Regions from separate parts of the Mus musculus genome. Here all the other regions are linked to region 5. Evidence: chromatin contacts called from public ChIA-PET, Hi-C, HiChIP or PLAC-seq and promoter capture Hi-C data. All regions are on one chromosome and are shown on one strand. The core of a region is the stretch at or near the end of the contact, and the rest is flanking DNA. Distances in the headings are between cores, read along the strand shown.

Region 1 (3,066 bases), core at 550-3,049, 350 kb before region 5:
GAGAGAGAGAGAGAGAGAGAGAGAGACTATGCCAACAGTCAGAGCCAAGAAGCAAAGACATCTGAACAGCAATGTAGGTTCAGATGTATACAAACAGAAGTCAAAGGCTCTCCAAGTACTACCCAATGTTCGGGCTACCTTCCATGTGCTAGACCTACTGTGTGGGGACCATCAATAAGTCCTTACCCATTATGGGAACAGCTAACCTAAGGACAAACTATGATGCTTATTTGTAGACATATCTCACATATTTATTACGGTCTGAGTGTCTGATGCTGTGGTTCCTGTGGAGGTCAGAAGACAACTTGCAGAAACCAGTTCTCTCCTTCTACCATGTTCTGGGTTTGCAGGCTCTAACTCAGGTAGTCAGGTTTGGCAGCACAAGCCTTTACCCCTGGGCTATCTGCTTGTCTCCAGCGCTGTTTAAAGCACGGCACTCAATTTGCATAGTGGTCCATACTTGTCATCCCAACAACTGGGAGGCTGAGGCAGAACTGCTTTGAGTTCAAGACTATAGTCAGCGCTGGCCAGTCTAGAACGAGTTTGTGGCCCTGACTCATGTGAGAGTGCGGGGTGGCTGGAGTCCAGCGCTCAGGGATTTAGAGCACTTGCTGCTCTTGCAGAGGACTGGAGTTCAATTGCCAGTACCCACGCGGTGACTCCCACCCACCTCTAACTCCAGCTCCCAGGTACCCAGCGCCCTCTTCTGGCCTCCTCAGGCACTTAAGCGCACGCATCGTGCACATACATACATGCATGCATTATATATATATATATTAATAGTAATAATTATAATTATGGAACTGGCATAAGGAGCATGGTAAATGTCCCAAGTGTCAAGTGTCAAGAGAGGACGAAAAGGAAAAGGTGGCGGCTGATTAAAGCCAGAGGAGGTGAACAGGATATAAAAGGGTCTCCAAATTAAAAGGGTATGCACCATTCCATGAAGGGAGTCAGCAACTGACATGGAAAAAGGGACTCACGGTGGCCCACGCCTGTCATCCCTTGTTGAGACGAGACGACCACCACCAGCCTGATCTACATGATGAACCTGAGGCCAACCTGGGCTAGATGGTGATTCTGAGGTCAGCCTGGGATACAAAGTTAAGTTTGAGGCCAGCTTAGGCTATACACAGGGAGTTCGAAGACGATGTGGGCTACAGGCTAAATCGAGTTCAAAGCCAGCAAGGGTTACTCTGAATTCATAGCCAGCCTGGGGTAAACAGTGAGATGTCTCATGGGGATGGGGGTGGGGGAATCCTCAAAAAAACGGGATGACGGTCTCCATCAAGGCTAGGGATATCACAGTGAGCGTGCGTGCGCAGGTGAGTCGGGATCCGGTGAGTGGAGAGCCGAATGCCTGCTGGGCAGACATGGCAGTAGCGACCGGGACTGCTAGGCGAAAGGAGCGGGAGGCGCCGGGCGGCCCGGGGGATGGGGGAAGGGGCAGGCGGGATGAAGGATGGAGGCGTCCCGGGCTCGGCGCCCGGAGAGCGGCGCCGCTTACCTACGATGGCGGAGGCGCAGCCGTGCCGTCGCTCCGGCATCTTGGGCTTCGGCCGCTTCTCCGGCCGCCCTAGTTGGTGGCCATAGCGCCCGCCCCGGGAGCGCGTCCTCACCGCCAGGCGACGGCCCTGCCCGGCCCCGCCGAGAAGCGCACCCGCGGCCGCCTCAGCAGCGACTGGCCGCGGTCGCCGCCTCAGCTCCTGCCTCCCGCCGCCGCGTGGCCGCGGGATCTCACGCACGCCGCCATAGGCTACCCGCAGCCGGGCCGCGCGATGTGTCCGCCTCTCTGATTTGTCGGTTCCGGGGGGAGGCGGGGCTTGAGAGAGAGCCCGCGGGGCAGCCAGGAGCTGCGGGGTGGGGTCTGACATCCGGGGCCAGCGTTTGTCGAACTCGCAAAAAGGGCTTATACCCTGCTGCTGCCTACACGGGCAGTTTGTGGCTGGAGTAACAGAGCCGGTGGCCTAACTGGAGGGGAGCCAGGACTTGTTCCGGGACCCTCACATGTCCAAGAAGACCTTCATCCCTGAAACAGGGCAGGGACAAACAAAAAATAGTGTTCCTAAAAAGTCCCCTGCACTGCCTGGCCATTGCTTGACGCAGCTGTCAAGCACACAAGTCAATTTGCACAGTATTCCGTACCACAGAAAAGTATTAGTGAGGGCTGAGGATGGAGCTCAGTCGGGAGAGTAGGCGTGAAGCCTTGGGTTCCATCCCCAGCATCAACTGGATATGGTGGTACATAGCTCGAATCCCAATACTGAGGTCATACAAGGCAAGAGGATCAGAACTTCAAGGCCGTCCTTGGCTACAAGGGGGAGTTTAAGGACACTCTGGACAGCATGAGTCCCTGTCTGAAAATAAAGATGTATAAATGAAAGAAGGTGCGATGACTTAACCACTATAATATCTCAGAGGGCTGTGGCAGGAGGATTGCCAGGAGTTTGAAACCATTCTAGGTTGCTTCGTGAGTTCCAGGCCAAAATGTATTACAGGACAAAATCCTTTCTCAACCTCCCTTTGCACCCTGCCCTGAAGCCAGGCAAGGTGATTCATAGCTATTATCCTGAGACTCGAGAGGCCAAGGCAGGACAGAATTCAAGAGCTATCTGGGCTGCAGAGCAACATCCTGTCTCGGAGTTTAAATTTTTTAAAAAAGAAAGGTTGGGGATGGAACTCAGCTGCTAGAATGCCTGACCCAGAGCGTCACTTAGCACCATAGAAGCCAGAAAGAGTGACACGTGCTTATTAACCCAGCACAAGCCAGTCTCTGGCATGAGCACCTGGAATTGAAGTTGAGCCTCAGCTTCACGGTGGGTGAATCTGGGGCCCGTCTGTGCTGCAGGAAGTTCTATTGCAGAGGAAAGAAAAAAAAAGAAGGAAGTGGGGAGCATGCTCACAATCTCAGGACTTAGGAGGGGGAGCCAGGAGGTCAGCAGTTCAGGGTCACTCTTGTCTATGTACTGAGTTTGAGGCAAGTCTGAGTTACACATACATACATACATACATACATACATACATACATACACACAGGCATACATAAGTAGAACCATTCCACGAGAG
Region 2 (2,914 bases), core at 23-2,522, 480 kb before region 5:
ATATTACCTTTCCCACGGGTCTGCATTCTTTCAGCCACATTTTGGTAAAAGTCCTGAGTACATTCTGACTGTTCCTCGATGCTTAAATCCTGGAATCAACAGACAATAGGTTGGTAAGCAGCTGAAGAGTTAGTTTGAGAACACCAAACCTGAGCAAGTCTCTCAAACACACTCCCTGCACTGAGCCGACTCTATAAGAACTTAAAAATCACACATATTCTGCAAGAAAGAAAAATCTACTATTTTTTTTTAAGATTTATTTATTAAATGTAAGTACACTGTAGCTGTCTTCAGACACCCCAGAAGAGGGCGTCAGATCTGGCTGTGAGCCACCATGTGGTTGCTGGGATTTGAACTCGGGACCTCTGGAAGAGCAGTCAGTGCTCTTAGCTGCTGAGCCACCCCTCCAGCCTGAGAGATCTCCTGTTGATGATCTTTACACATCACAGTAAGCATAGACAACCTGTGAGCGCTCTATTTCACATCACCACCCTCATCCTTACGATTTATTACTATTACTACTACTAGTGTTAATTTTTCCATGACAAGGTCTTTTTAGATTTTAATAGCTGTAACATGTAAGTTTTGGATCCTTTTTGAGTTGATTTTTTAAATACTCATTTTTTTTTTCACTTTAAAAAATGTCGATTACCCTCTAGTATCTCCATATTCATGGGTATAGCGATACTTCTATACAAGATTGGACCAAGGCATACGATCCTAGACTTGCCAATGTGCTATAGCAGGAATATTCAAATTCCTTCCCACTCATTACTTTGAAATACACCATGTGTCATGTGTCAACAACCATAGTTTTCCTGCTGTGCTTAAGGACATCAGAAAGGCTGGAGAGATGACCCAGAGGTGAGTTAGGAGGACCTGCTATACTTCCAGAGGACCAGGATTAAGTTCTAGCATCCACATCAGGAGACTCACAACAGCCTGGAGCTGCAGCTTCTGAGTTCCCCCACACTCTCTCTGACCTCCATGGGCATCTGCATGCATATACACATCCTGCCACGCAGACGCACACAGACACACACATACATACAAACATACATATACATACACACACACAAATACACACACCACACACACATAAACACCACACACATACATACACATACATACACACACACACATCACACACACACACACACACACACACATATACATGGGCATCTACACGCATATACACATACTGCCATGCAGACGCACACACACACACACAGCACTGGAGGTTTAACCTTGTACCTGGCTGGCCCTCTGTCTTGCTGCCCAGTACCTGGAGGCACTGTTTTGCAATCTGCTCCCACCATGTTGACTTTTTCAGCTTCTGTGTATAATGAGGACACATTGCTTCTAATTTTAGAACCAAGTCTGTGCTACTTCCTCCCAACTTCCTCAAGAAGTAAAGCCTGTTTGGATGAGTCTCTTCCTCTTGGCCATACCCTTCTGGTCTCTATAGTAACCAGACAGCTCAGACTACTATTTGGTTTAGAACAATTGAAGAGGGTGCTAGCAACTGGCTCAGTGGGCAGAGTGCCCCAGCCCAGTGTAAACCAGTGCTGTACACCCTGTGATTAAGCACTTGGAGGGAGAAGCAGGAAAATCAGGAGTTCAAGGCCAGCATAGGTTACATGAAACTTCGTCTCAAAAATAAATAAATACATACGAATGAAATGCTCAGCAAAATCTCTGTAAGGTACAGGAGGGCCCTCATATTCTGGGAAAGTGTGAGTGAAGATAAAGACACATTTCACACTATAATCTCTTCATCGAAACACAGAAAAAATACCTTCTCCATAAGTGTTAACACAAGGCAAACTGTAAGTTAATACAAAGTAACCAGTAGCAACTGTTTCTATTTTATTCATTTGTTTATTTAATTTTATGTGCATTGATGTTTTGCCTGCATATCTGTGTGAGGGTGTCAGAAGCCCTGGAATGGGAGTTACAGACTGTTGTGAGTAGCCATGTGGTTGCTGGGAATTGAACTCAGGACCTCTGGAAGAGCAGCCAGTGCTCTTAACCTCTGAGCCATCTCTCCAGCCTTTTGTTTTTTATTGTTGTTGTTTTGCTTGTTTGTTTTTTGAGTCAGGGTATCTCTATTATAGCCCAGTCTAGAACTCCTTCCCTATGTATACCAGGCTAGACTAGAACTTAAAAAAAAAAAAAAAAAAAAAAAAACACCCACCTCTGCCTTCCAAGTGCTGAGATTAAAGGTGGGAGCCAACATGCAAGGCAGAGGCAAATCTTCACAGAAAGGCTCTCCAGGAAACGAAACCAAAGCCATGAAACGACCAAAAGCTCCTCTATTACACTTGATCACTTCCTCAGGAGAGTGAGATCACAGAGTGCGGCTCACAAGAAAACTGGTGTCTTTGCTACACATGCACGAGCACCTCACGCATGCCTGGTGCCCTCAGAAGCAAGGTGTCAGGTCCACCATGCCAAGGGTGCTGAGAGCTGAGCCTGGATCCTCTTCAGCTCTCCAGCCCTAGAGTAATAGTGTTTTATAACCCGAACTAAGGGTCTAGAGAGCACTGGCTGTCCTTCACCGGCCAGGATAGTCCAGGCCAGCCTCTAACCCCCTGCTATCTGCTCATAAATGCGGAGATGAAAGCCATATGCCACCTTACCCAGCATATGATTTTTAGTTTTGAGACAGGCTCTCATTATTTTGTCCAATCAGTCTCAAACTTGTGGGCACAAGTAATCTTCCCCCTCAGCCTCCCAAGTGCTTAAAGTATATGCTCACATCTACACGCCCAACCTAATAGCACGCTTTAAACATGTTTCCATATAAACAGACTTGAAGAAAACAATTCTTCACCAAGCCATGAACCTCGTTAAATGAGATAACAGGGTTTTGAGATGATTGTCTCTCTGCATGTCCTCTGAGCTTTTTTTC
Region 3 (2,777 bases), core at 66-2,565, 300 kb before region 5:
AAAGAATACCAACTGGACTACATCCCAACTTTGGGGGGGAGGTTTGTCCTTTTTTTTTGTACATTTATGTATGTAGTATGCATGCATGTGTATGTATCATGCATATGCATAGAGTGTAGAGGACAATTTGGTGAAGTCATTCTCTCTTTCCACTATGTGGGTCCTGGGATCAAAATCAGATTGTAAGATTTGACAATAAGCACCTTTACCCATTGAGGCACCTCACTGGATCCATCTTTTCTTTAGGTAGGCATTTATTTGGGGGTGGGGGAGGGGAGGTGTGCACCACTTGCCACAGAACATGTGTAGAGGTTGGAGAACAACCCTTTGGGGTCCATTCTTGCCTTTCCCCTTATTGAGGCAGGGCCTCTCTTATATTTGTCACTGCTCCAAGTTCCAGACTAGCTGGCCCCCACATTCCTCTAGTCTTCTCGCCCGTCTTGAGTAGAAATACTGAGACCACAGATGAGTCCCACAGCCGACCTTCTATATGATTTCCAGGGATCGAACTCAGCTGGCCAACCTTTCAAGGCTAGCTCTTGTGCTGAGCCATCTCTCTAAGCCCTGGATTCAAAGTCTTGACATTCCTACCTCAGGCTCCCGACTGCTGCGATCGCAGGTATGTGCTAACAGTTATCACAGGTAACTTAGCATTTAGCAGATATCTTTCCACAGCCTGACTGCCAGCCTTTTTTTTTCTTTCTTTTTTTTTTTTTTTTTTTAATTCCATAACCCAGGCTACCTTGAGCTGGCTTATGCAGCTCAGGATGACCTAGAACTTCTGACCCTCCTCCATCAATCTCCCGAAAGCCAGGACTACTGGCGTATACCACCATGCTTCATTAGTAGTCTGTATTGGCCTGGAACCTGAAGCAAGCCTTTTGCCTCAGCCTCCAGAGTACTGGTATAACCGGCATACAAAACCATACCTGATTTAGCATGATTTACCTCTGCCCCCTACTTTAAGACAAGGTCTCACTCTTTAGTCCCTGTTGCCCACCCCCAAGCCCCCTACCCCTACCCCCCACTCCCCACCCCGGCCGGCCTCTGCCTCCCAAGTGCTGAAACGGTTTTGAAACAGGTTCATCTGCAACCCAGGCCTGGAACCTCCAGCAATCTTCCTGCCTCAGCCTCCCGGGTGCTGCAGGGATGACAAACCTGTCGTCTGTCTTCACCTCAGCAAAGGTTTTGTGTGCTTGAACCTCAGTACAACTAGTGCTGACTCCCTGGAAATCACCTCTTCCTGCTGCTAGTAGCTTAGCCAGAGGTGGTCCCGCCCATAAGCGTGATTGATGAGTCACACCCACCTCTCCCAATTGGCTCTACTCTTCCAGGAGGCGGGGACAAGACAGAGGGGCAGCGGACGCCATCCGGACCAGAAAAAGCCAGGAGAGACCAGAAGGTAACCTGGTCCCTGAGTGTCTTGATCCACTAGGTCCAGGGAACGTGGGACAGAGGGAACAAACAAGAAGGAACGCGAAGTCTGTGGTGCGCTTGCTGAGTGCTGCCCACGTCCTGCAAGCCGAGCAGGTGTCCCAACTCCGTCCCTGCCCCGTAGACCTCCCGAGCCGAGTTGGTCAGTGTGGTCTTGTCTTCCAGATTCGTAAGACAGAAGCTCCAGGAGGAGGAGGAACCGCCCAACATGGCATCAGAGGTGTGTAGGACTGAGGGGACCTTGCAAAGGAGCGGGGAGGAACCAGTCGGGTTTAACCGCGTATGGGGGCCATCTCCTGCCACACAGACCTGCAGTGATCCTGAAATTCCCGACCACACTTCCAAAGACTGGCTTCACGTAGACTCAGGGATGTCCGCGTCGTTATCTGCCCATCCAGCGCCACCTAGTGGCTTATGTAATGATCTCACTATTGGCCACTATGTCGGGCGGTTTTCCCCGTTTTTTTTTGTTTTTGTTGTTGTTGTTTTGTAGTTTTTTTTTTTTTTCTCGTTTGTTTTTTGAGACAGGGTTCCCATGTGTAATCCTGGAACTCGCTCTGTAGACCAGGCTGGCCTCGACCTCAGAGATCCACCTGCTTCTGCCTCCCAGAGCGCTGGGATTAAAGGTATGAGCCACTGAGCCCTGCGTTTTCCCTTTTTAAAGAATTATTTTAAAATGTATATTTGTATGGATGTTTTGCCTGCATGTATAGACGTCTGTGAACCCCGGGGCTGGCTACTCCCTATGTGGGATCTAAAGGAATGGAGTTACAGATGTTTGAGAGCCACCATGTGGGTGAAGACCAAACCTCCATGCTCTTACTGGCTGAGCCCGGCTCTCCAGCCCCTGTTTTTCTTTCTTTGAGACAGTGGCTAACTTTTAGCCCAGGCTAGACTGGAATTCACCTCTACTCAGACTGGCCTTAAGCGTCTGACAAGTCACCTGCATCCACCTGCTGAGTGTTCAGATTCCGGGTGTGACCTACCACATGAAAGCTTTCCACTTTTTTTTTTTTTTTTTTTTTTTTTTAGCATTGTTTGTTCGTACATAAGTATGTCCATGTGAGCTCTCATACATGTGGTGATCAGAGGACAAAATGTGGGAGTGGATTCTCTTTTCAACAGGCTTGGCAGCAAGGGCCTTTACCCAGTTAGCTACCTCATCTTCCTTACATACCGCTTTTCACCCCACATCCTCTTGTCAGGCCCCACCCAATAGGATAACTCTCTCCTCCTATTCGCTTGTTCCCATGTATAGGAAAACTTGAGTCCCTAAATTGTCCTTGAGGTCCATCATATAGAACCGGCCAGGAGGGAGGGACCTCTCTCCGTGGCCCCAGTGA
Region 4 (2,952 bases), core at 438-2,937, 500 kb before region 5:
CAGTTTTCTCTAATGCTCGTGTGTAAAGAGGAGAGCACTAGATGAGAGAGGGAAGAAGGGTCAAAAGGAAACACGAAGCTTTAAAACCATGGGCTCCTGAGAATGTTCAGACAAGGCAACGACAGAAGCCTGGGAAAATACGAGTTCCAGAACTGTGACATGGCTTCAGGTTATTTCCATTATGTTAAACTCACAGCTCTGGATTCTCTGCATCAGAACTAAAGCTGTGTGTCTTACAGTATGTGGAAATCCTCCCGTGATTTGTTGTATTATACAACTATGGGACAGGTAAGAAATCACCCCCCTGTCCCAGTATTGACTAGCCTTGCCACCAGGCTACCACTACTCTGTGAACAGGGCCTGGTACCACACAGCTAACAACACCCCAATATGAGGCTGAGGCAGGAGGATCACAACTTCAAGCTACACAGAGAGTTGGAGGCCAGCCTGAACTACACAGTGGACCTGTCTTTAAAAAAAAAAAAAAATTATGTTTTAGCCGGGCTTAACCGGCATGGCAGTGCACACCTGCCAACGGCAGCACTAGGGAGTCTAAGAGAATCAAGGTCAGCCTCGACTGAGTCGTGGGTTTGGACTATCTAAGGCTGCAGGAGACCCCAGACTCCAGGATTCAGATTAAAACCAAAACAATACCGTTATTACACTGTGAAACCTTGGCAGTGTGGCCCACGCCTATATCTCTGAACTACGGAGTCTGAATCGGGAAGATCGGTGTTGAAGGTGGGTCTTGTCTACATAGGGAAATCCTAGCCAGTTAAGGCTGCATTAAACCCTCTTTTGGATACATTTTTGACAACCCAAAGTCAAGTCACAAATCTAAAACTGAACACACACACACACTCACACTCACTCTCTCACTCTCACTCTCTCTCTCTCTCTCTCTCTCTCTCTCTCTCTGTCACACACACACACACACACACACACACACACACACACACACACACACAGAGAAGTTGGAAAGATGGCTACGGGGTTAAGAATACCTGCTATTCCTGAGGACCAGAGTTAAGTTCTCAGCAACCCCATCATCAGGCAGCTACCAATGGAGTGTAACTCTGGGTCTAAGGACACAACGCCCTCTTCTGGAGTCGGTGGGTATTTGCGCTCACGTGCGCAGACAAGATAATACAAACACATCATGTAAATAATTTTCCAAAACAATCATTTTTTTTTCTAAAACTTGCAAAGGATGCTAGTAGGTCCACGCAGCCTTATTCAGCCGACCTATACAAGCCTTGACTGAGGGAGCAGGACTCCGCAGGCCTCGGGAGGATGGAACAGGACCGGGTCAGCTAATAGAGGAGTGAACGGAGCTGGGGTGGCTGGGAGAGCCTGCGCACCGATCCGCCCAGCACGCCGTGGGCCCCGGGTTCAGGGTCCCCGGTCCCGGCCCATGCGCCCGCGATTACGACCCCGTCTCCTACTCACCGCCCCGCAGACTGGCGGCTCGAGCCCGCGGACGCCCGCGGCCTGGCCCTGTTCACTCGCGGCGGCGCGCGGCGGGCCCCGGGCTGCCCCGCACCATCCTCTCCGCCGCTCCGGAGACAGCGAGCGGCTCCTCGGGGCCGAAGCGACGACCCGAAGCCAGGCCAGAGCGCGCCAACGGGACGCCGGCTCCGCGCGCTGCGAACGCCGGGCTTTCCGGGTGAAGGCAGAAAACCACGTCACCACTAACGCCGCCGTGACCTCTGACCCCGCCCGCGCGCGACGGCGGCGCGGAAGGGACAGAATTGCTCCGGGGCGAGCGGCGGGTGGGGTCGGGGTTAGGAGGAGAAGCAGACTGTCTTCGTTTTGCAAATGGGAAAAGCATACACGGAGCTGCCTGAAATTTATCACTCGCATTCGCGAACTGCCGTGAGCTTGCTCGGTTCCGTCCCGAAGTGCTTCTGCAGGTCTTGGTGTGTATGGCGTGAGATAGTAAAGAGGACACGATTTTCGTTTATTTTTGTTGGAATTTTTTGTTTTGACACAGGGGTCTCGTGGATGGCAAGAGCTGGCTTCCTGTTCTCTCTGGAGCCCAATGAGGAGCCAACTACCTTAGTCATGGTGTTTGAGCACACTAATACCACCCTCCTCTCTGTAGACGGGACTCTAGGATCCACTGGATGGGAATCTGTCGCGTTTCTGGACAACAGGACAATTCATTTCAAGCCATGTCTCAGTCCCCAAGGACCTAGCTGACCTTAGAAGCAGCAAAATATTATCCTTTTTAAATTCCTCTAACCACATTAATACTGACCTTTGTACATGATTATTGAAAACCCAGGAGATCAGTTACACTTATCCATTTGTCTGGTCTTGACTTTTTTTGTTGTTCTTTAAAGACACGGTTGCTGGGCAGTGGGAAGGTTGTCCTTTGATCCCAGCATTCAAGAGTCAGAGGCAGATAGATCTTTGCATTTGAGGCCAGCCTGGTCTGCAGAATGAGTTCCAGGAAGCTGGGGCTAAACAAAGCCTGTCTTGAAAAAAAAAAAAAAAACCAAACCAACCAACAAACAAAAGAGATAAGGTCTTTCAATCCATCCCTGGCTGACTTAAAACTCACTATGTGACCCAAGCTGGTCTCAAACTCAAAGATCCATAAGTGCTGGGATTAAAGGTGTGCCATGAGACATGAGAACATTTGTGAGAATTTTCTCCTTAGGTAAAGACTATGCGATGTTTATCCCCTTTTCCTAAGGTCTCGGTGACAAACCAAAGTTCCCCCTGGAATGCCAGTAAATGTATCTGGCTTACTTACAGAGCATAGGCAAGAGGTTACTGCCAGCAGGGTGAGTGACCTCAAAGCAACTACACTGGAAAGTCCTCACCCAGAATGGATGATGGCTTCCCATAGAATGTGTAAGTGGAACTCTGATGCTTGTCTCCTCCAGAACCTCAAAGCCAAATAGTTCCAGGGAAATCGTATAGAAGACATCTGCATGTGTATGT
Region 5 (3,091 bases), core at 230-2,729:
CGATCCCAGCACCCAAGTGGTGGCTTACAACCATTTCTGTAACTGTACTTCAGAGGGTCAGAGACTTTCTTCTGGTCCCTGAAGGCCCAAGGCATGCACACGGTGCACATACATAGATGCAGGTAAAAACCACACATACGCACAAACAAAAGAAATCTGAAGGCAAGTTCTGGAGCTGGTGAGATGGCTTAAGGGGTAAAGAAACTGGCTGCTAAGTTTGATGAACTACATTCAATTTCCCAGACCCACATGGTGGAAGAAAATCAATTACACACACGTGGCAGAGAGCTCAGAGGTTAAAAAAAATCTTAAAAAAAAAAAAAAGGAATATTTCAATTAGCCAAGGCTGGCCTGCAACTGCACACCTGCAACTGCAGAACTTTGGAGTCTGAAGCAAAAGGTTTGCTGAAGGTTCAAGGCCAGCCAGGAATATATGTAGTAAGATCTTGTCTCAAAATACATACATACATACATACATACATACATACATACATACATACATACATACATAGGGCCTGGAGAGATGGCTCAGGGGTTAAGAACACTTGCCGCTCTAGAAGAGAACTCAGATTCAATTCCCAGCCCCGACATGGCGGCTCACAACCCTCTGTAACTCCGGGTCGTTGGGGATCCAAAACCTTCTCCTGGCTGCCCCAGGCACCTATGTGTTAGCCACACATGAAAGCAAACACTTATACACATAAAATAAAAAAATAAATCCTACAAACCGCTTAAACAGCAAATAAGCATATAAAGGAAGAAAAGAAGGGAAAACAAATCTGTCGGTAAATTCGGATGGCCTTTCGTTATTTAAACGTGGGGATGTCAAGGTGACAGGTTGACACACCGAGCACAGTCTCCGCGGAGGTCAGGAAAAAAGAAAAAGTTTCGACAGCGAACTCCGCCATCTACTACAGCTGGCCACCGTGGGTTACTTTTTTTTTTTTTTTTTTTTGCCACTCCGCTTTCAAATTTAAGGGCTGTCCCGACTGGGGACCCCGGGGTACAGCTTCCCCAGGGAGACCAGCCATCCTTTTGCTTCTCTGCACGACCTGGGGCGAGGCATTGCTACTGCGAGGGGCGCAGCGCGCAGAGGCTGAGGGCGGACGTGGCCCGCGAGCCCGGGCGTCCCCGGCAAGGGCGGCGCCGGCAGGACGGTGACCTTGAGCCCCACGGGGGCCCGGGAAGGCGCCGCAGCCTCGCCAGCCCTCGGTCGCCTGGGACTCGGGAGGCCGGCCCCCCGGCGTCCCCTGCCCGCCCCGGGGACCCCGCGCCCTTCGCCCCACGGCGGCCCCTCCCCGGCCGGGCCCCGGAAAGGGCGGCGCTGCTCACCGGAGCCCCGGCAGGAAGCCGCTCTGGGCGGCTGGCCGCAGCAGGCCTCCTCGCGCGAGCAACACCCGCGCCGCCATCTTGCTCCGGAGCCTGAAGCTCCTACCGCCTCGGTGTCGCTGACGCCGCCGCTACCGCGACCCCTCCCCCGGCCGGGCCGACCAGGCTGGGGCGGGGCGGGGCAGGGCGCTAGGCCGCTGTAGTGCAGGGGAGCGGCCGCTAGGGGGAGCAGCGTGGCGCCTCAGTGCTGCCGCCAGGGGGCGTGCCAAGAAGTTGCTGAAGATATCCGTAGATCCCGCGAGGGGAGTTCAGGGTCTCTGAAGTCCGAGTGAGAAAGGAACCTGGAATGTACACGGGGAGATCCACGGGAAAGGAGTAGATCTGTGCATGTGGGGAATCCAGAGTCTGATTTTATGGTTGAGGGCCACCACAAACATGAGGAAACGTGTTAAAGTTTTAGCAGCATCAGGAAAGTCGAGAACCACTGGTATAGGGGGAAGTGTATTCTGTAAGGATAATAAAAGAGCTATGGATATAAGCATAAACTTCAGCAAGATAAGAGTAGGCAAAAGCAGAACTAGATCCCGAGGAATCAGAGAAATAGGGAGCAGCCTGGGCCTCAGTTACATGCAGAGGCCAAGAGAAGGATACTCTCCAATTGGTGGCTGCCTTCCTGGTTCTGAGTTAGAAGACGGATGGGAGCTGTAATCTTGAAGCTCAGGAGTTGTGGTTTTCTTTATCTTTTAAATTTTTCTCTTCCTAGTCTATGTGCATCATCAGTGTTTTGCCTGCATGTATGTCTGTGTGAGAGTGTGGGTGGAGCCCCTGGCAATTGGAGTTGCAGGAGGTTGTGAGCTGCCATGTGGGTGCTAGGAATTGAACCCCAGGTCCTCCGGGAAGAGCAGCCAGTGCTCTTAATCGCTGAGCCATCTTTCCAGCCCCATGGGTACAGTTTTTCTAACAAGAATTTGGACAAATGACAGGGTCTGGTCTTGTGGGTGGTGGAGGAGCGGTTCAGACTGGGAGAGGCACTCCTTTGAATGTGAATGAGGCTGAGAGCGGTCCATAAAACTGTAGACCCAACTGTGGGAGGCAGATATGTGACTTGCTGCGGGCAGGGCCTCTTCAAGCGTCGGTGAGCCCTGCCTTTTTTATACAGATCCTTCATTTCTCAACTTAGCTGAGACAGGGTCTTTATGTGGCGCCCAGTCCGGCCTCAAACTGATGGTAATCTGTTTACCGCTCTTGAGTCGGGGTTGAACCTGGGAGAATGGAGCCTAAAAACGAGGCGGACTAAAGTCTCAAGCAATAGCGTTTATTCAGAGCATCAGACGATTTATACTCTGAGGGTATAGAAGAACCACAGGAGTTAGGTGTGTAATCATAAGGACAAGCCACACGTGGCAAAAAAATAATAAAAGCAGCAAGCAGTAATGAGTGATCTGGAGTGAACTCACTGCGATTCGCTACACCTGGGAGGGGTGTGAAGCACAGTCTATGAACAAGTTTTGTGTTTTGAAGAAACTGAGGTTACAAGACTCATTTGGAGTTTCTCACAAGCATTCAGAGTTCCCCTCATGCGACTCCATCCTTGGGTCCTGCCTGTTCTGACAGGAATCCTTTTGTAATCTCAGGGTAAACTCCTGGGTTGAGATTACTTGCAGAGCCGTCATAAGCTGTTTAGTTATTGGACCTCATTATTCAGACCAGGATGGCCTCAAACTCTCAATGCTCCTGCCTCTGTCTCTGCGGTGCAGGGATC
Region 6 (2,972 bases), core at 416-2,915, 450 kb before region 5:
CACTAAGAGCCTGTCTCAATGAAAGTCAAGGCTAGTATGACACCAAGGAAAATAGCTAACATTTGCTAACCTCTGGCCTCCACATGCACACACTGTGAACACACATACCAAAAGAAAAGACAGGCAAGGCAGTGGTCCACACCCGCAATCTCACCACTTGAGAGGCCTAGGCAGGCGGAATGCTCCAAGTTCAGAGTCTTGCCTGATCGCCTGATCTACACAGCCAAAGCTGTATTGCGAGACCCTGTCCCCCAAAATAAACACACAAATCAAAATAAATAAATAATCCCCCCAAACAGTAACTCTCAGAGGCTGAATAGAAACTGGGACTGTAGCTCAGTTAAACAGCCCCTATCTAACATGTGTAAACCTTAAAGTCAGTCATCACCAAGTAACAAGCAAGCTTCTTCTCCCCCCAAAACAGTCTATGTAGCCTGGACTGTCCTGGAACTCACTCTGTAGACCAGGCCTGTTCAAACTCATAGAGATCTGTCTCTGCCTCCAGCATTCTGGTATTAAAGGTGTGAGCCACCGCCACCACCGCCCAGTAACAAGCTTGACAAGACCATTTTATTTTAGCCTCTTCTTTCTTTTAACTGCGACTCTGGTGGGCGGGAGGATCGAATATTACTCTGTAGTATAGGCTGGCCTCAAACTCACTACATAGCCCCGTTGACGTCAAAACTCCCAAGACTGTTGTTCCTGACTCAATTTCCAAATACTGGGATGTCAGAAGTGGGTGACTAATTGGGTCTTCCTTTGAAAAGTAATTCTAGGTTTGTAGGTTAAAAGACCCAACAGTTAACTTCCAGGAGGTGGCAGGGGGTGGGGGGACCATAGGGGCTCTTACCACAAAACTAGGTGACGCTGTAAAACTTATGCCAGTGTCACATCTAAACTCCACAGACAGACCGAGCCTACCACATCCAGCAACACATTTCCCAACCACAGAGGTTGGTCATCAGCTCTGAGACACAGCCAGCTGCCAATGACCTAGTCTCCAAGGCGCTTCCCTCTATGGAGCCAACTTCCGCGAAGGGATGGAAGGACATCCCCTTGGCTCTCCCTTCCAGACAGCTCGGAATCAGGGACTGCCTTTATTATTATTTTCCATAAAAGGGTCTTCCTCAGTGGCAGAGGGCTGACCTCAAAACTCGCGGCAATCCTCCTGCCTCAGCTTCAGGACTTCTCATTCAGAGACACCCATAACCTTGGCCTCTAGCACCTGGGACGAGTATTCAAAACCCCGCGCCACAGCAGCCGCACCAGCCCCGGGACCCACGCGGGCTCCGGATGGGACCCGCCCGGCTGCAACCACAACTCCGGACTCGGACAGGATCGGAGCGGCAGCCGACGACCGGGGAGCGTGTCCTCCCGGGAGCCCGAGTCCCGCCGAGCTGGGAAGAACTCGGCCGAGCTGGAGAGGCCGAGAGCAGCAGCAGAGCTCCGGCGGCCTGGCCCTATGCGCCCGCCCGCCCTCCCGGCTGAGAGGCGGAACGGAGCGGCCCCGGTCAGCGCGCGGCCGGACACCGCCGCCGCCGCCCCGCTCCGTGTGGGAACGCGCCTCCGGAGCCCCCGTCCCTCCGAACCTGCTCCGCGGCTCCGCCGGCGTCCGACCGCCGCTCCCAGCGCCCCTTCAGTCACTCGGCTCCCTGCCCCGCCCCTGCCCCCGCACGCCCCGCCCCCGGCACCGCGAGCACGCGCGCGGTGCGTACGCGTGGCGTCATTTCCGTGACGCTTCGGACTTCCGGGGACTGGCTGGCGGCTGGCCGGAAAAGATTGCAACGCTCCGGAGGCTGTCCACCCGAAGGGGCAGTCCCTGAGGGCAGGGGACACCGAGTGACCGTGAGGCCCTCGCTGACGTGTCTGTGACTCGCGAGAAGCCGCGGTTTCCCCTGTCATTCCTCATTCCGTCTACCAGCTTCTGCTTGCATTAGCCTGAGGGCGACAAGGAGCCCCGAGGACAGCCATACACGAAACGGGACATCAAAGTCTGGGACCAGGAGACATCTCCCAGCGCTTAGCGAATGCGGCCGCCAGAAGGAAATACAAACACACCTTTCCCCTAGTGAGCAGTTAGCAGGGAATAGATAGTCAGGAAAAAGATCGAGAGGGAAAAGTTTAGCACATGACTGCCTGTCTGTAAAGATAGATAACGCTCCCACTGGACAGTTGACATGCCACCTCACTAGCTTTTGTTATCTCCCTGGGCCAAGAACCGTCGGGGTGGAGGAGATGAAGTTATAGGATAGGGGAGGAGAGAATTCAGAATGAACCCTACAAATGAGCAACCCAGAGTCCGTGAGACTGGCTCTCAGCTCTGGAAAAAACAAAAAACAAAAACAAAACACTGTTCCCAGCAGAATTTTTTTTTTAACCCCTGTCTCAATAAATGCCTGTTTTCACCTTTTCTGACTCTGCTATTTTGTTTTTCACTCCTGGGCACTCGTCCATAGAAAGAACCTGGTCACCTGGGCAGATGGCCCACAGAAATGAACACTCCTGGCTTGCTCTTTTTAAGAGCAGGACTTGAAACTGATTCAATTTAGGAGAATCTTAAGGAAATTGGTCCAATAGCAACTAGGCTGTGATCCCAGCCTGGCTAGGTGGAGACAGGAAGTTCAGGAGTTCCCATCTCTAGTGTTCTTGGCCTGGGCAAATATAAGGAAGGTTGTGGGGTATAGCTTTATAATGAGAGCACATGATGATGCAGGAGTTGTGAGAATAAAAGGATCTTTCATGACCCAGCTGTGCTTGGCACAAGGCTGTAGGGTGCCAGACAGGGTCAGGTTGGCCTAGGGAAGTGGCTCCAAGTTGGATGTTTAAGGTCTATGAAGATTAAAGAAAGACACAGACAAATGAGGTGAAAGCGAGTTTTATGAAAGAGGATTACAAGTAAAGAGGGCCAGAGAGATGTTTCAGTGTGTAAAAGGTTTCCCATTCAGGCTTGACAACCTAAATCCAAATCCTGG
Region 7 (2,891 bases), core at 199-2,698, 420 kb before region 5:
CACCCACTAATGTACTTCTTTGCTCCATATGCGAAACAAAAAAAGTCAGGGAAAAGAGTCCTAGAACTCACAGGGAGGGATGTGACTCACAGGAGGCCGGGACTGGACAGCTGGCCTACAGTCTGTGGGATTGTGTGTCCTGTCACTCAAACCACAACTTCTGCCCAATGACAGTGCACAAAAAAAAGTGTCACCGCCGTGTTGGCCCTTTTCCCTGACTGCAGAGTTATGTCTAGAATTTTGCTTATGTTCACAAGTTTCCCACGATGCTGGCAATTCGGGGATTCTAACCCTACCACAATACTGTCAGCTGCCGGAGAGCCTCACTCAAGCCAGCCCCCTCAGATTGTCGAGTCTCCACATCTGTATCCATCTTCCTATCCATCTCTACATCTGTATTCATCTTCCTATCCATCTCCAGGGTCAGTTCAGGTGCAAAGTGTCACACACAGGAAGGGCTACTAACGAAGCCACTCCATAGCACAATACAGCAACTGATAAATGAAGCCCCTAATCCCTCCATCATCTCTGCTCTGAGTTCAACTCACCATTGCCCTCCTATTTCCCGAATTTATCTCCTGCATGTCCTTGCTCTCGCTGCTTTCTTGACCCCAAATCCTCTACCGTTCACTCTTGTCCATCTAGCAAATAAAATTACCCCATGTGGTAATGGAGATTGTTCACTGCATAACGGCACCTGGATGAGAATTGGTCCACTCAGGTGTGTCCTTTTCTTAAATCATACCAAGGCACCAGATAGGTTAACTGCAGGTAGTTTCTAATGCCACTCCCCCGGCAGCTGGAGGATACACCTGGATAACCCAGGTCCTCCTTTGGATTGTATGGAACATGCTATGTGTTGAGTCCTCGTCTAGTTGATAAAGGTGACATGAAATACAGGAATGGAACTGACATCTGGTAGTACGGGAAGAAGGGACTTGGAGTGCAGGTGACTCGGGGCAGGGAGGATACACCTAGTGTAGGAGTGGCATCAGGGGTGGATAGCTCCTTGGGAGGCTCTCCGCCCAAGGTCAGCTCTGCAAGCACCAGTCTCTCCCTCGCTTCCCATCAGCCCTCCCTTCCCCCATCGCTCGATCCAGGTACCTCCTGGGGCAGCAGGGGCAGCCCGTGCCCCGCTTGCGTGGCCGTAGGAGTGGCCGGCTCCAGGAAGTCGTCTTCGGCTTCGGAGCTGGACATGGCACCGTCCGAGTGACGGCTGTCTGGCTCCCGCCCGGTGACTACCACCATCCCTCTGGCTCTGGGCGGTGGGCGCGGCTTCGGGTAGGCGGGTGGGCGGAGGCCTGAAGAACTAAAGCCAAGCAGTGCCTGACATGACGAGATGGGCCGCCGGCGGGCGCTAGACGCCGAGGACCTGCAAGCAGTTAGGATGTCCTGTGCTGCCCTCCAACAGTCTAACGACCAACGCGCCTACAGTTAGTCGCTGGTCTGACCTGGCTGCCTCCAGCCATTGGCCGAATCTTCGCTGGCTCCGCCCTGATTGTCAGGAGGTTCGCCCAATCACAGAACAAACAATTCGGCCTTAAGCCGTAGTGGCTACAGGCCTACCCAATTCTGATTGGCTCTTGGCTGACAAGCGCGAGCGACGCCTGTCTGCTCCAGGGTTTGGCCGAGGGGAGGTGATCGCCCACTGACGACCTCGATCAGCAACCACCGCGTGGACCCTGCGCTGCAAATCGGAACCAGGCGCTTCTTGCTATTGGCCGAGGTTTCATGAACTCCTGCTATGATTGGCAAGAGCATTGTCCAATTATAGGGTAAACACGTCTGGTTGGGTTTGTTCCATTCTGATTGGCTATCTAACTAACGGGAGCGCTACCTCCCTTGGTCCAGGCCACTTATCTAGGGAAGCGGCTCTCTGCGCATAGCAACCACAGCGCAGGTAGCATCTCTGGCCTCACCCGGTCGCCTCCTACTACTGGCAGTGTCCGATTAGCTCCGCTATGACGGTTAAAGGTCTGATCCAACCATCGAGGTCTCAAACTAGAGTGACAACTGACAACGGCTTGCCGATCAGTCCCATTCTTATAGGCCACCTAAAGGGCACGCGTTCTGCACTTCCGACGTTCAACGACAGCGCTGGTCCCCCGGCGCGGTTCCCGAAAGGACAGACCACCCAATTGCTCCTGCTATTGGCTGTGTCCTCGCTGGCCTCCGCCCCTGATTGGCAGGAAGCCCGCTCATAGGGGCAGCACCGTGGTCCTGCTTTCATTGGCTTTCTGACTAGCAGGCGCGAAGCTCCAGGCCACTCCACTTTATCATCCCGGTCCATGTGTCCTGGGAAAGGGCCCAGGACTGGCTGGTTTGTCTCCATAGCAGCGGGCCAGTGAAAAAAGGCCTAAGCAGGCTGTCCTTGAGGATGTGTTGTGGAGGGCTGAGGGCACCTGCTGTGTAATAGAAATTGAGCACTGCAACACCAATGGCTGGCAAGGACATGGCTGCTGTGCTAGCGCTTTTTCCGTGGACTCACACAGGAAGGAAAACCTTGGTTGCAAATACCTTTAATTGCAGCGACTTGAGAGGTTAGAAGGATTTCTGAGAATTCAACTCTTGTCTCTAGTATAATAAATAATAATAATAAATAATAACGGAACTGAGTATGGTGACTCACGCTGCAATATCAGTACTTGGAAGTCAAGGCCAGCTTCAGCTTCATAACATTGTGAGTCCAAATTGGGTTACATGAGACTGCTAAAAACAAACGCTAAAAATGAAAAAAATTAAATAACCACAGATGAGAAAAGAGAAAACCCCACTCCCAAACAGGGCTCCTCTTCTCCATCTGACCTGCCCACACATGCGTACGCGCAAAGCTGTGGCTTTATCAGATGCCTCCTATTTGTTTAAATTAGCCATTCAAAAATAAGTGGATG

The links. Promoter capture Hi-C pulls out the DNA fragments that hold promoters and counts their contacts. A called contact is a pair of places that touch in the nucleus more often than the background predicts. ChIA-PET counts read pairs in DNA pulled down with a chosen protein or histone mark. HiChIP or PLAC-seq counts read pairs in DNA pulled down with a chosen protein or histone mark.
Region 1: a contact with region 5 is called in an RNA polymerase II ChIA-PET map of memory CD8 T cells, with 45 read pairs. The contact joins the promoter of Tpst1 here to the promoter of Nipsnap2 in region 5. A contact is called at or near these places in 1 of 484 Hi-C or Micro-C datasets (natural killer cells) and 2 of 115 datasets of contacts at active chromatin or transcription factors (bone marrow-derived macrophages and memory CD8 T cells).
Region 2: a promoter capture Hi-C map of liver shows a contact between it and region 5, with 2.1 times the contacts expected there. The contact joins the enhancer-like site here to the promoter of Nipsnap2 in region 5. A contact is called at or near these places in 7 of 39 promoter capture datasets (the C10 cell line, fetal liver, hematopoietic stem and progenitor cells and 3 more), 1 of 115 datasets of contacts at active chromatin or transcription factors (memory CD8 T cells) and 1 of 9 other capture datasets (liver).
Region 3: a Hi-C map of CD8 T cells shows a contact between it and region 5, with 5 times the contacts expected there. The contact joins the promoter of Asl here to the promoter of Nipsnap2 in region 5. A contact is called at or near these places in 7 of 39 promoter capture datasets (the HPC-7 cell line, the SN4741 cell line, cranial neural crest and 3 more), 3 of 484 Hi-C or Micro-C datasets (CD4 T cells, CD8 T cells and neutrophils), 2 of 115 datasets of contacts at active chromatin or transcription factors (the SCID.adh cell line and pancreatic cancer cells) and 2 of 9 other capture datasets (adipose tissue and liver).
Region 4: a FOXA1 HiChIP or PLAC-seq map of pancreatic cancer cells shows a contact between it and region 5. The contact joins the promoter of Tmem248 here to the promoter of Nipsnap2 in region 5. A contact is called at or near these places in 5 of 39 promoter capture datasets (the C10 cell line, liver, neutrophils and 1 more), 3 of 484 Hi-C or Micro-C datasets (CD8 T cells, bone marrow-derived macrophages and neutrophils), 5 of 115 datasets of contacts at active chromatin or transcription factors (bone marrow-derived macrophages, memory CD8 T cells, microglia and 2 more) and 2 of 9 other capture datasets (adipose tissue and liver).
Region 6: a contact with region 5 is called in an HNF4G HiChIP or PLAC-seq map of pancreatic cancer cells. The contact joins the promoter of Rabgef1 here to the promoter of Nipsnap2 in region 5. A contact is called at or near these places in 7 of 39 promoter capture datasets (the 3T3-L1 cell line, the C10 cell line, cranial neural crest and 2 more), 7 of 484 Hi-C or Micro-C datasets (B cells, CD4 T cells, CD8 T cells and 4 more), 8 of 115 datasets of contacts at active chromatin or transcription factors (double positive thymocytes, extraembryonic endoderm stem cells, large pre-B cells and 5 more) and 3 of 9 other capture datasets (adipose tissue, liver and pancreatic islet).
Region 7: a Hi-C map of regulatory T cells shows a contact between it and region 5, with 4 times the contacts expected there. The contact joins the promoter of Kctd7 here to the promoter of Nipsnap2 in region 5. A contact is called at or near these places in 1 of 39 promoter capture datasets (erythroid cells), 5 of 484 Hi-C or Micro-C datasets (CD4 T cells, CD8 T cells, the G1E-ER4 cell line and 2 more) and 1 of 9 other capture datasets (liver).

Annotation. Positions count from the first base shown.
Region 1 is chr5:130,078,103-130,081,168 of GRCm38.p6, reverse strand. It overlaps Tpst1 (protein-tyrosine sulfotransferase 1), which reads right to left and starts at 1,799. Exons shown (of 6, transcript NM_001130476.2): 1 at 1,508-1,799.
Region 2 is chr5:130,204,184-130,207,097 of GRCm38.p6, reverse strand. Rabgef1 (RAB guanine nucleotide exchange factor (GEF) 1) reads right to left here. Exons shown (of 9, transcript NM_001199059.1): 5 at 8-89. Among named protein-coding and RNA genes, the nearest start is that of Tmem248, 17 kb to the left of the region's middle. Within about 2 kb of position 1,272, at least 59 of the 459 cell types and tissues checked have an H3K27ac peak or open chromatin away from gene starts, as enhancers often do. A contact at or near this core is called in liver and memory CD8 T cells, where this site is marked.
Region 3 is chr5:130,022,919-130,025,695 of GRCm38.p6, reverse strand. Asl (argininosuccinate lyase) reads left to right here and starts at 1,315. Exons shown (of 17, transcript NM_133768.5): 1 at 1,315-1,402; 2 at 1,600-1,654. The coding sequence starts at 1,643. It overlaps Gm40334 (a long non-coding RNA gene), which reads left to right. Exons shown (of 3, transcript XR_868562.1): 3 at 502-568.
Region 4 is chr5:130,221,070-130,224,021 of GRCm38.p6, reverse strand. Tmem248 (transmembrane protein 248) reads right to left here and starts at 1,687. Exons shown (of 7, transcript NM_027854.1): 1 at 1,450-1,687. It overlaps Gm6598 (a long non-coding RNA gene), which reads left to right and starts at 156. Exons shown (of 2, transcript XR_377119.4): 1 at 156-288; 2 at 1,994-2,304.
Region 5 is chr5:129,723,463-129,726,553 of GRCm38.p6, reverse strand. Nipsnap2 (nipsnap homolog 2) reads right to left here and starts at 1,479. Exons shown (of 10, transcript NM_008095.4): 1 at 1,333-1,479. The coding sequence starts at 1,409.
Region 6 is chr5:130,170,512-130,173,483 of GRCm38.p6, reverse strand. It overlaps Rabgef1 (RAB guanine nucleotide exchange factor (GEF) 1), which reads right to left and starts at 1,665. Exons shown (of 9, transcript NM_001199059.1): 1 at 1,590-1,665.
Region 7 is chr5:130,143,440-130,146,330 of GRCm38.p6, reverse strand. Kctd7 (potassium channel tetramerisation domain containing 7) reads right to left here and starts at 1,448. Exons shown (of 4, transcript NM_172509.4): 1 at 1,105-1,448. The coding sequence starts at 1,248.